Regions from separate parts of the Sus scrofa genome. Here region 1 is linked to region 2. The links are chromatin contacts, called in public HiChIP or PLAC-seq maps. All regions are on one chromosome and are shown on one strand. The core of a region is the stretch at or near the end of the contact, and the rest is flanking DNA. Distances in the headings are between cores, read along the strand shown. Region 1 overlaps NRDE2 (protein NRDE2 homolog). Region 2 overlaps TTC7B (tetratricopeptide repeat protein 7B).

Evidence for each region. HiChIP or PLAC-seq counts read pairs in DNA pulled down with a chosen protein or histone mark.
Region 1: a contact with region 2 is called in an H3K27ac HiChIP or PLAC-seq map of alveolar macrophages. The contact joins two enhancer-like sites. A contact is called at or near these places in 12 of 47 Hi-C or Micro-C datasets (brain, embryonic fibroblasts, fibroblasts and 3 more) and 2 of 2 datasets of contacts at active chromatin or transcription factors (alveolar macrophages and skeletal muscle).

The regions. Positions count from the first base shown.
Region 1 is chr7:112,042,351-112,048,237 of Sscrofa11.1, forward strand. NRDE2 (protein NRDE2 homolog) reads right to left here. Exons shown (of 14, transcript XM_021099603.1): 13 at 1,127-1,198; 14 at 1-675. The coding sequence ends at 550. Among named protein-coding and RNA genes, the nearest start is that of PSMC1, 17 kb to the left of the region's middle. Within about 2 kb of position 2,376, at least 6 of the 83 cell types and tissues checked have an H3K27ac peak or open chromatin away from gene starts, as enhancers often do. A contact at or near this core is called in alveolar macrophages, where this site is marked.
Region 2 is chr7:112,412,458-112,418,161 of Sscrofa11.1, forward strand. The region is part of intron 5 of TTC7B (tetratricopeptide repeat protein 7B); the gene reads right to left. Among named protein-coding and RNA genes, the nearest start is that of TTC7B, 100 kb to the right of the region's middle. Within about 2 kb of position 1,509, at least 12 of the 83 cell types and tissues checked have an H3K27ac peak or open chromatin away from gene starts, as enhancers often do. A contact at or near this core is called in alveolar macrophages, where this site is marked.

The DNA of each region.
Region 1 (5,887 bases), core at 1,126-3,625, 370 kb before region 2:
CACAGTCGGGGTGTCACCGAGTAAAGCTTAGGGAAGAATGAGGCCTCTGGACACATCTGATACAGGTGAGAACACACAAGTTTTAAATGCCCCCCCCCCTGCTCTGATCTGAAGAAAAGGGCAGCCTGGAGGAGGAGGTCCCAGCACTGAGTGACCAGGATTCACTCACCTCCACTACCAGACCCGGAAGGCTTGGCAGGACCCCCAAGGATGCCAGCCGAGAGGTACACTCACCCTGGTGGGCTGATGCTAAAAGTGGACCAAAGGGAACTTTGCACGGCAACCACAACGCATTCAGTTGTCACTTGGCACGACTCTTGTCTGTGTACATATGTACACATATTCACATATATAATATGTAAGACAGTAGCCTCTGTGTCATTTGCACATGCAAAAAATGTGCCAGAGATAAGAAGCTGACAGCCCAGACACAAAATACCAAGAAGCTTCACAGGTGGAGGTCTCAACATGCTTCTGGTTCATCCGGAAGCTTCTGATTCCTTGGCAGGCGGGCGCTGAGGCCTCGGCTCGCTCCCCACTCCCCAGGTTCTAGTCCTCAAGCAGAAGCTCCAGTTCCTCCAGGGGCAGGCGCACCCGGAGCTCCTTCTCCGTCATCAGGTCCAGGATCTCCTGCATCTCATCAGGGAAGTGCTCCACGGCGTCCATGTACAACACCTGGGACGGGAAGGAGAGGCCCGTCAGCTCGCTGCCGCCCCTGCACTGCCCACACTCCCCTCCCCAGGGAGGACTCTGCGCTCAAGAGCAGAGGGAAGCTGAGGAACTCAGAGGCCTTCACTGGTTCTCAGAATTGGGGGGCAGCCACTGCAGTCACCATCAATCTGATTTCTAAACATCTCCTGACTTGGGCCCTGCAGGGCAAAGGGGGAACTCAGTCCAATGCTTGCAGCATCTTGGCTGAGCTCTGGGCAAATGCTGGGAACCAGCTGGCCCTGGCAACACCCCATGCCAACTCCAGTGCAGGGAAAGGAAACAAAGGACCCTTGGGCTCCAAGGGGCATACCTCAACTATGAAAAGGCCTGGGAGGTGCCCTGTCCCCATGACACTGGATGAGCTTGGCTGGAAGGTTCTTGGGAATCTGAAGAGACCAGGGTCTCTGGAACTTACCTTTGCCCAAGGGCAATTCTGAAGGGCTTTGTAGAACACACCTTTGCTTCTTTCTTTATTTCCTAAGGAAACCTGAGGCAAAGGGGAAAAAAATACAAAAATGAATTTAAACAGAGACCCCTTGCTGATCCACGAGAGGCTCCTCAGCTGTAGGCAGCCAGCCCGTGGTTGGCCAGGCACTGCCACAGTGCCTACCAGGTGACATGGGTCCATGCCCCACAGGTCACCCCCAGGGGCCACTCTGTTCCTGCAGGTCGAGTCAATCTTAGCATTTCTGACTCGGCTTCATCTCCTCCTCTACGAGGCACCCTTGGTCATGCCTTATGTTACCAAGAGTGCCTAGAACAAGGCCTCGGGTGTGAGACGAGGGTGATGACTCTACACAGAAGGTACCTGCTTTAACACCTGCCATCTTCCGAAAGCTACTTTAGAGCAATGAGATAACTAGGATTACTGCATCAGTAAACTTGTCAAAAGCACATTTCCAGTTGGGAATTTCAGTCTGAGAGCACACAGATATTCAGCATGTTTTTAATACTAAAGTATAAAAATCCTTAGTCTCAACTCACAGACAGGTGCTCTTTCCATGCCTGCTGTGGGAACGGGAGCAGCGTGTGCCCACCCCCACCCCCAGATCTTTCCCAGGTCCTAGGAAGGGACTGTCGCTTGGCAGCTCCTCCGTGGCGGCACAACCCTCTCAGGCAGCTCCTGATGCAGGCTAAGCTTATGGAGCTGAAGGCTGTTCCTGGGCTTTCCACCCACCTGCCTCCCCCAGACTCCTCGTCCCCCAGGAGCGCTTTCCAGTGGACACTGGTTCTGCCCACCGGGCAGCCTGTGCCCGGCGTGGATGGACCGGTGAGGGCTTGTGGCCCAACCCCAAGAAATGGCATCTAGAGACGTCCATCCGCAGCTCAAGACCGCCATCTACCAAGGACGGCCTCACTTCCTTTTCAGACCTTTCAGGTTAATCCCAGAGTCTCTGAGACTATGACAGGGGGCTGCACCCACATCTGGGAAAACCGCAGAGGAGGCGCAGGCCCTCCCCACCTCTCCGAGTGCCCGGGGGAGCCCTGCCCCCCTGCCCAGCACGAGCCTCGGCCGTCCTGAGGTTCTGAGGCTGGACCTCAGTGCGAGCTGTCCTTCCTTCACACGCCCAAACACTTCAGAGTCCTCGGCTACGACAGTAACGACACTCACGGCTGTTACGGAAGGAAGAGAACTCGCATGACTGTACTTCCTCGGCCACTCTGTTTATTTGTGAGACTCAGATGCCCTGGAAGCCGGCGAATCCAGGCGCACGAGCTGGCTGGCCTCAAGTGAGAATGCCGCGATTTCCTTCACCAACCGGCCACAGGTTAACTGTTCTTAGCCTCTGCTTAACGGGCTAAGAACAGTTAAGGGCCAGGCGAGAGCCTGGGGTGAAGGAGTCTGCATTCAGGAGTCCTCTCTAAGGCACGGGCTGCGAGCAGCTAGGGGCTGCATGTACCCCGTGTGCACCTGCAGGGATTTCCCCGCAGCAGAGCAGAGGTGCAAAGGGGAAGAAAGGTCCAGGACGCGGCCCTCCGTGCCCTCTTTCCTCACCCCGACCAACCCCGACTTCCCTAAGCTCCTGTCAGGCTGAACTGTAACAGGTGGAGACGCCAATGCTGCCCATCCGCGGTAAGCCTGCCTTCCTGGGGCGCCGGCAGAGAACTGAGGGCAGCGTGGCCGCAGGCACGGGCCCCAGGAAGCCTCGCTCAGGGCCGCCCTTCCTCAGGAACTAGGTCTCACAGGCCAAGGAGGTCCTCACCGATGAGGCGCACCCCGGAAAGCCCTGCCGCCCGGACCCTCTGCCAGGGCCTCACTGGTCGGTCATCTTCTCCCAGGGCCCGGATGGGGCAGGATGGGGGCAGAGGTGGAGTGGGGGGTGGGGGAGGTAACAGCAGCAGGTGGGCACTGACTGCCCACCTTCTGTACCAGAACAAGGCTCCAAGCACTCCCTTCAGGGAGCTGTGTGGTGCTGAGTCATGGCTGTCTTTGGCACTGCTGTCCCTTCACAAGGTGCCTCCATATGGGGGAAGTAACATCTCTAAGAAATGAGAAGGCTGAAGGTCCTTGGGCTTTTGCAAAATTTGATTCTTTTTTCTTCCCTGAGTACAAACAAATCTGAACAACTGTTAATTTATACAGGTTTTTTTAAGTAATATGGCAAAACTGCTACGCAACCCTATGACTGGAGGCTTATTTATTTACTAGAAAGGTAAGTGAAGTGGGTTCTTCTGCCCTCACCAGCTCTAGTAAATGGTGGCCTTTCAATATATTCTAGCTTCTGCCATCTCTCAACAAAGTGGAAGAAGAAATGGGAGTTCCCCTCGTGGCTCAGCAGTTAACAAACCGACCAGGATCCGTGAGGATGAGTCTGATCCCTGGCCTTGATCAGGGGGTTAAGGATCCAGTGTTGCCGTGAGCTGTGGTGTGGGTCACAGACGTGGCTTGGATCCTAAGTCGCTGTGGCGCAGATCGGCAGCTGTAGCTCTGATTTGACCCCTAGCCTGGGAACTTCCACATGCTGCAGGCGCAGCAATGAACCAAAAAAAAAAAAAAAAAGAAAAATTAAAAAAAATAAGTAGAAGAAGAAATTATGCTAGAGGGTAAAATCAAATCTAAAGATGACCAATTCGGAAATGCCACTGTTCCCTTTCTCTTCGTGAAAACTTCTTTTATTAGGCCCAGGAAATCAACTAACTGGTTTATATACTTACATTTATTTCCTTATTTATTGTGTGGGTAGATGACTAAATTAAAGAACTCTAAGAATCTTGAAAATAACTGCAATTTTAGTCAAAACAACAACAAAAAAGGTATAGCTGAAAGTGTCCATGCATATGCAGGACAGTGTATTTGAAAGTCAACTGCTGTTTGTCCAATTCCTTTTCTCTCCCATATTCTCCATGGCCAACAGTAAGTTTTAACTCCTTCCATCATTTTTTGCAGGGGGAAAAGGCAAGCAAGCAAGCAAATGAGCTCGCGTGTATGAACCATGCATGTGCCTGTGTACCTAGAAGGCACCCACATACAACCCAACAAACCAGTGCCCTCCTCCACGGAGCCCCACCCTTTGCCAGTGGCCCCACGGCCCCCGCTCTCTCCTGGCACTCTCGGCCTGCACCTCACATTCTGGCCCTAATTCGATTTTTTCACTGTGTTTATCAAAGCGTTAGAAGCCCATCCAGATGCCTCCCAGAGAGCTGCTAGGGGAAGTCACTGCTCTAATTAATTCCTGGTCCAATGCTCATCTTTCCAAAAAGACAGAAAAAAAGCCTGGGGCCCTTAAGGAATTTCTGAGTGAATAAGAATTTTCTATCTACAGTCCAACCAAACTTGGCTCATGGCAGACACTCAGTAAAAATACTGCAAGTCTGGACCTCACACCCTGTGTGTCTGTCTCTACCTACAAAAGACTGGAGAAGATCAACTGGCAAATCTGCAGGCTCTCCTTTGTAAATTAAAGCTCTTTCATTTCCTTAGATAGATGCACAGAGTGTCAGCACTGGAACTTTTAGGGAACATCTGATGCACCCCTCTGGCTAAGGGGCCTAAGGACAGGAGCAGAGCTCCACAGGAACCCAGCTCTCCTGCTGCCCCAGCTGCCTCCTCTGGTGAACAAGCAACAGGTGTCTGGTCCACGGACAGACACCACGCTGGCCTTTAAACTTCTCAAGGTTTCCATTTCATACAAGGGTGTCAAAACATAAAATCTGAGCTTTTGAGTCTGAAGAATAAATGTTAAAAATACAGAAACTCTGGTGGTAACTCATCTTGATGCCGACTTCTGCCCATGAGATTGTGCCCTTTTGTCCTGAGTGTGCCTCTGAGCTGCTGTCCTTACAGAGGTCAGGAGAGGGAGGCCAGGTGAGTTCTGAAACCTCTCCCAACCCTAACTCACTCCCTCTGAACGTCTTTACACCTGATTCTGTCATATGACAACTGGAAATGTTCAAATGCTTTCATCAACTTCTAAGAATTTATCCTATGGAAATAATCAGAGACATATATACACTAATTAGGTAAAGAAAGGTCACTCCTGGCTTCTGAAAACCACAGTATTCAATGGAGGTCACTTGGATAGGATTTAATAGCCTGGAGTTAACACTCAAGTGGCCTAAAAGAGATCATGTATCTAAAAAAGCAATTTGGCAGCAGATGTATTAGCAAATGAGGCCGAGCCCAATATCAGGCCTTTAATCAAAGGCAAAGCCAATTCAGACTCTGTGAAGCCCACCTTTCAGCCTGCACAACACATTAACAAAACTAAATGGCACCTTACCACATTCAATCGCTGTAGTATTTTTAAGTAAAATCAAAGCTGCTTTGGAAACATCTATTTTAAAAACCACATTCTAGATAGAGCTAGATCAATCCTATCTTTTAACAACAAAACCGAATCAAGACCTGCAAAAAAAAAAAAAATTTTTTTTTTTTTTTTTTGTCTTTTTGCCTTTTCTTGGGCCGCTCCCACGGCATATGGGAGGTTCCCAGGCTAGGGGTCTAATTGGAGCTGTAGCCACTGGCCTACACCAGAGCCACAACAACGTGGGATCTGAGCCGCGTCTGCGACCTACACCACAGCTCACAGCAACACTGGATCATCAACCCACTGAGCAAAGGCAGGGATCAAACCTGCAACCTCACGGCTCCTAGTCGGATTCGTCAACCACTGCGCCACGACGGGAACTCCCCCCCCCCTTTTTTTTTTTTTTTTTGTCTAAGACCTTCAAAAAA
Region 2 (5,704 bases), core at 259-2,758:
ATGCTCTAGATATTCGGCTCTCTTCTTGGATGACATTTTAAATGGCACGAAAGTATTAAATCAAACTGAATGTGGGTTCTGTATGTTACGAGCACTCACAAGGGCTATTACTTCGTATCTTATACCTACATGACATCCCAGGACTCTCATTCACAAGAACAGCCCCAGAACTTGAAGGGAACGCTTTGCTGGCAGAGCTACAGAAATACGCCCATATTCCTCTCACCCACACATAGCAGATGATATCAGATCAGAAGCTTTACGGTGGCATAAAAAGAGAAGCTTGGGCTCAGGACTCCGGGCAGCACCAAAGGGGACATGAATCAAAATTAGGTAACAGGCTCTGGGACGCGCGATCTCTGCTGCTCTCCCCTGCATTTGTTTTTACGGCATCCGTGTTCACTGGCTTTGGACTGAAGCTCAGTTCTCTTAGGGAACATGAGGCGAAGGAAACAGCTACGGCTGGAAAAGGGAGGGGAGGAAGGACTGGGCTGATGTCACTCCAGGATCGCAGCTTAAGCGCCTACTATGTACTAAAAGCATGGCATTTTCAACCGTATGCAGTAAGGGTAGGACTGGGACCATGTCGTTGGAGACCCAGTTTAAAGGGTTGTTCAAACAGGGTGGAAATTAGGCCTGGAGGGGGTAGTTTCAAATCCCAATGTTATAACTCAGGGAAGGCTACCAGATAGCAAGTGGCCATTCGGAAGGTCTCCCGTGCCTTCCTTGTGGAATGAGAAACACATCCAGTTACAGATGCACCGAATTTTCTAGCTATAATGATCCAACACAACTTAGTCCATTGCAACCCTGGAGAGAAACGGCCTGCCCAGGTTCACACGGCCAGTGAGAGGGCAAGCTGGGAGCTTCCAACCATACCCACCACCTTCCTGACAAAAGAGATGTGAACTCTCAAAGGGACATGCAACCCAAGAAGAAAACAAAATATGGACGCTCAGGTCTAGGGTTTACGTCATTAATATGCAAATGAAAGTGTATATCCAATCCAAATCTGATGCATACAGGTGGTCCCAGCTACTGAGACACTCCTAGGAACCGGTTCAAAATTGGAAAGGAAAATCAGCTGGCCCAAGTGAAGCAGCCTGGGGTCTGCAGATGAGGCCTCAGAGGCCCTAACTGAGAACTGATGGGGAGAGTCCACTCCCCTCTAAGGCCAAGGCAGTTTCTCCCGCGCAGGACTGAGGCCCTCTGGTGGCGGCTGGAGGAAGTCCCTGTGACTGAGGGGATGCCACCCAGGAGAGGCCAAACCAGGAGGGACGCAGGGCGCGCTCCCAAGGCACCGCACGCTGCCTTTGAGGCAAAGGCAAGTTTTCCTCAAACGGTTTCCAGTTTGTTTCTGGGAAGAGCTTAGGATTCAGAATCAAATTCTTCTTGAAGCTGGGAAGAATCCTGCTGGTAAACAAAGGCTCCTCAGGAACCACAAGGAAGGCTCGGAAGGCCTCGGGCTGCACTAGTCAAATAAGTGTGCCACCGTCAGGACCAAGCCGAGGTGGCCTGTCCAGCCCCAGAGCAATGTGACAACCGGAGGGAGAAGGCACTGGAGGGGAGAGACTGCACATTTTAAATATAAGAAAAGGGAAAAAGTGTCCTAAATGCAAAAGCATACAATTCTCAGCAACTCCTATACCACCCATGCTTTTTTTTTTTTTTTTCAGTCACATAATTTTATTCAAGTCGTCACTTCCACTGTTGCCATGACAGCAGAAAAAATTTTTTTTCCTTAAGCTAGATGGAGAATCACGATAGAATGGAACAAAAAAAGAAAAGAACTTGCAAGCATTACATTCTAAATGCTACGAAACACCCCGATTTGAGGGAAATAAACAAAAGCCACATGATTGCTTTCATGTCTCTCAACTATGAGTTTATTCTTGCCATGCTGAGACCCAGGCCTAAAATGATCTGTTGCTTTAAAACGCCACTCCAAACTGAAGAGGAGAGAGCCAAGGAATTTCCCCCGTTTGGAGGGTTTCCGCAGCCCCTTGACATGAGGTCATTGATTCCATTTCAGAATTCACTATGGCAAACTATTCTCAAAAGGAAGGTCCTTGCCGGCACTGGCAAGCTGTCGGAATTCGGGGTGCACCTCCTGCACCTCGCTCCAGCAAGCTTCCCGAGTTGGGTGCAGGTCCCTCCACGTGGACCGGTTCCCAACAGCTCAGCTGTTACCCAGGGGAGACAGGGCCTGCGAGTCCCCTGAGCACCAGCCGGCTGTTCAGCCTGATGGGCAGGCAAGACCTGCCACTATCTGTCCCCCCTCCAGCAGGGAGAGCGGAGGCCCGCATCCCTCAGCCTTGCTCTGCTGCAAACCTGAGCAACCTCCTGCTCCGTCCTGGGCAGGAAAGCCCACCCGCAGTCCTGCTTCTCTTGACCACTTCCATGTTGTTTTCTCTCCTCCCTTTTCAATCTGATTTCTTCATCCTCCTCCTGAGCCTCCTCCTTCAGCGCCTTGCCTGCTGGCCCTTAGGTCAGTGCAGAAGCATGACTTCCTAAGGACACCCAGGGGCACTGGCTGGCCAGCATTTGACTCTTGGGCCCTGAAAGCCGCATTTTCGAAGGCTGGTTTCTGAAACGTACATTTTTACATACAAACCTACAGCAGTGCCTGCTTATTCTGTTCTGTGCCTTTGAACCACATTCTCAGCTTTTTAGTGCTGTCACTGGTGTCTCCGCACTAGCAAACCAAGGGGGAAATGGATACGGGAAGGAAGCCAGAGATCCGAAGTTAAAATCGAGATGGAAAACCAAGGCTGGGAGAGACTCGGAGCCTGGAGAACCAATTTGCCTTGCGATGGGCAGCTGCCTCCACAGCAAACTCAATATATTTATATTTTTACATTCCTTTGGGGGGGGACAGAGTGGGAAATACAATTCTCCCCCCTTAACTTGTCCTTCCAAATTATCTTCTAACCTCAACGTCTGGCCCAGGCCATCAATGCACGTAAATCAGTATCAACGGTCACCGTCATGCAAATTCCAAGTTCTGATGTGAATAAAATACTTTTCATAGTGGATACCCGATTCCTAAGAAACAAAGAAAAGATACCCCTGCTGGCGTATATTCAGTATTTTTTCACTATCTCCCTTATCTGTGGTTGAGGACTTTATAACTAAAGATGAATTACAGAACAAGCCAACACAGTAGATCTCCTGGAGTTAAGAAATCTTTTGGCTTTTTCAACATTTCTTTTTCTTACCAACTGGCGCCTCTGTAACTTTTTTTTTTTTTTTTTTTTTTTTTTTTTTTTTTTTTGCCTTTTTATGGCCGAACCCTCGGCATATGGAGGTTCCCAGGCTAGGAGTCCGATCAGAGCTACAGCTGCCAGCCTACACCACAGCCACAGCAATGCCAGATCCGAGCCGTGTCTGTGACCTACACCACAGCTCACAGCAATGCCGGATCCCTAACCCACTGAGCGAGGTCGGGGATTGAACCCTCGTCCTCGTGGTTACTAGTCGGGTTCGTTAACCACTGAGCCATGATGGGAATCCTTGAACCTCTTAAGCAGTAGGTTATTTCAGTAATCTCTGATCAAGCACTGCTGCGCACCGAGATCCAGGCTTGTCCTTGAGGACACAGTGGCGAATAAGAGACAAGAGCAGGAAGGGTGGATGGCTTCACACCCCCCATAAGAATGGAAGCGCCTTGAGGACCAAGATCTCTGTTTTGCTCACTGACATATCCCAAGCCCCTCAAACAGAGCTGCATCCAGAAGGTGCTCAATACGTATGGCTGAATGAATGAAATTCAGAACTACCATGAGCGGAAGGAGCCAAGACCCCCCAGGGGACACTTTTGCTGCCTGTTTCTTGCCCCCTTCTTTCTGGCTGCACACGGTGGGCAGGCTTCGTGCTCTTAACTAATACATCCCACATGTCCTCAGTTGTGTTTGTAGCAGGGGTGCCACGGGGAGCAGTGACACACTTGTAGGAGGCTATGTACTCAGTGTGCCCAGCCTGACATGTTCTAGAAAGTTGTGTGAATAATGAAGATTTCAAGACTTAAAAAAAAAACAAAAACAAGGAAAACCAAAACCTTTCAGACATTTCAGGGAAGATTTGCTGCCCAGGTGCCTTTCCACCTGCCTCTTTATCTGAACAGTCCTAAGTCCTCCTTCAAGACTCAGGTCAAAGCCGCCCCTGAGAACATTCTCTGAGCTTCCCCAGGAAGACACGGCACCGCCTCCTGATGCTGCCAAGTGCACGCGTATTTTGAGTAGAGACAGCTTTCAGCGAGCAGACTTTCATTGGCATTTATGTCTGTGGGCACCTGAAGAGCACAGGCCCTCTCTACCCATCCCTTCTTGTCCCGATGACCTCACAGAGCCAGCCAGGTACCCAGAGACCCTTAGTAAGCTGTGTACCCTCGACAGATAGAAAAAGGTGAGGGCAATCTTACATTCTGAAAGCCCTTTCCCATCTCCGGGCTGAAAAGAGGTTTCTTGATGACAAAGGGGACGAGTGAAGCCGATATTTCTTGCGCCAGGAGACCCACCTGGACAATCAGTAGCTGGACACTGTCAGCACTTAGAGCCCTAGAAAAGCAGAAATGTATGTACCATGTGTCTACAGGCCAATTTCTTTTTCTTTTTCTTCCTTTTTTTTTTTTTCTTTCTGTTTTTGCCTTTTTTTAGGGCCCATGCACTGCATATTGAGGTTCCCAGGCTAGGGGTCAAATTGGAGCTGCAGCTGCCAGCCTGCACCACAGCCACAGCAATGGGGATCTGAGCCGCGTCTGCAACCTACACCATAGCTCACGGCAATGCCAGATCCTTAACCCACTGAGTGAGGCCAGGGATCGAACCTGAAACCTCATGGTTCCTTGTCAGATTCGTTTCCACTGCACCATGACGGGACCTCCAACAGGGCAATTTCTCTTCGTCCTCAGGCTGGGGGATTGCTTCTCTTTCATTTATACAACCCTTAGTATCATCTACGTGGAAAAAGTCTGGAATCAAAACCAGATCCCAGACCTGGAAAGTGGGAGAGGAAGAAGACATACTTCACAGTCCAGGAGACCACGTCGGGCGAGCTGTCAGGGAGCTGTTTTTCCCAAAATGGACTCCAGCTTCGCCCTCTCTGCTCTCTTTGCTGGGATCCAGTGACACGCATTTGTGAAGACAGATGGCCTGCTGCAGTCAGGGGCCAGGGATCAAACCCACAACCTTGGCCTCATTAGCAAAGGACTCTCTCTGATCACTGGAGCGAGCCAGCTGCAGCCTAGATACAGTGACAACCAGGCAGGCCGGGATGTGAACAAGCAGGCCAAGCTTCCGGAAGTCTCATTTCAAACCTAATGCGTGGTGAACTAGGCTTAACCACATTTTTGGACTATCTCAGCAACGATAGCTTCCTGGTGACAAAGGCAAAGTAAACCAGGCATTCGGGTCCCCTGGCCTGGCAGCGTGGCATGGTGTGCAGGCGCTGTGTCCTGGGCATCAGGGACACAAGGTGACAAGACATAGGGCGCCTCAGGGAGCCGGGCTGGTCCCTCCCGCACAGTGTGCTCATGGCTGGGCTGCATGCAGACAGACAAACTGCCACAGGGGCTCACGGAAAAACAGCACACGCTCCCCTCACCCCAACCCTGAGGCATCTGGGGAAACGTGGGATGTGGAAAGGCGTGCCCATCCCCTGTCCCTCTTCCTTTCAACATCTGGAAATAAATCAAAGGACATCAATC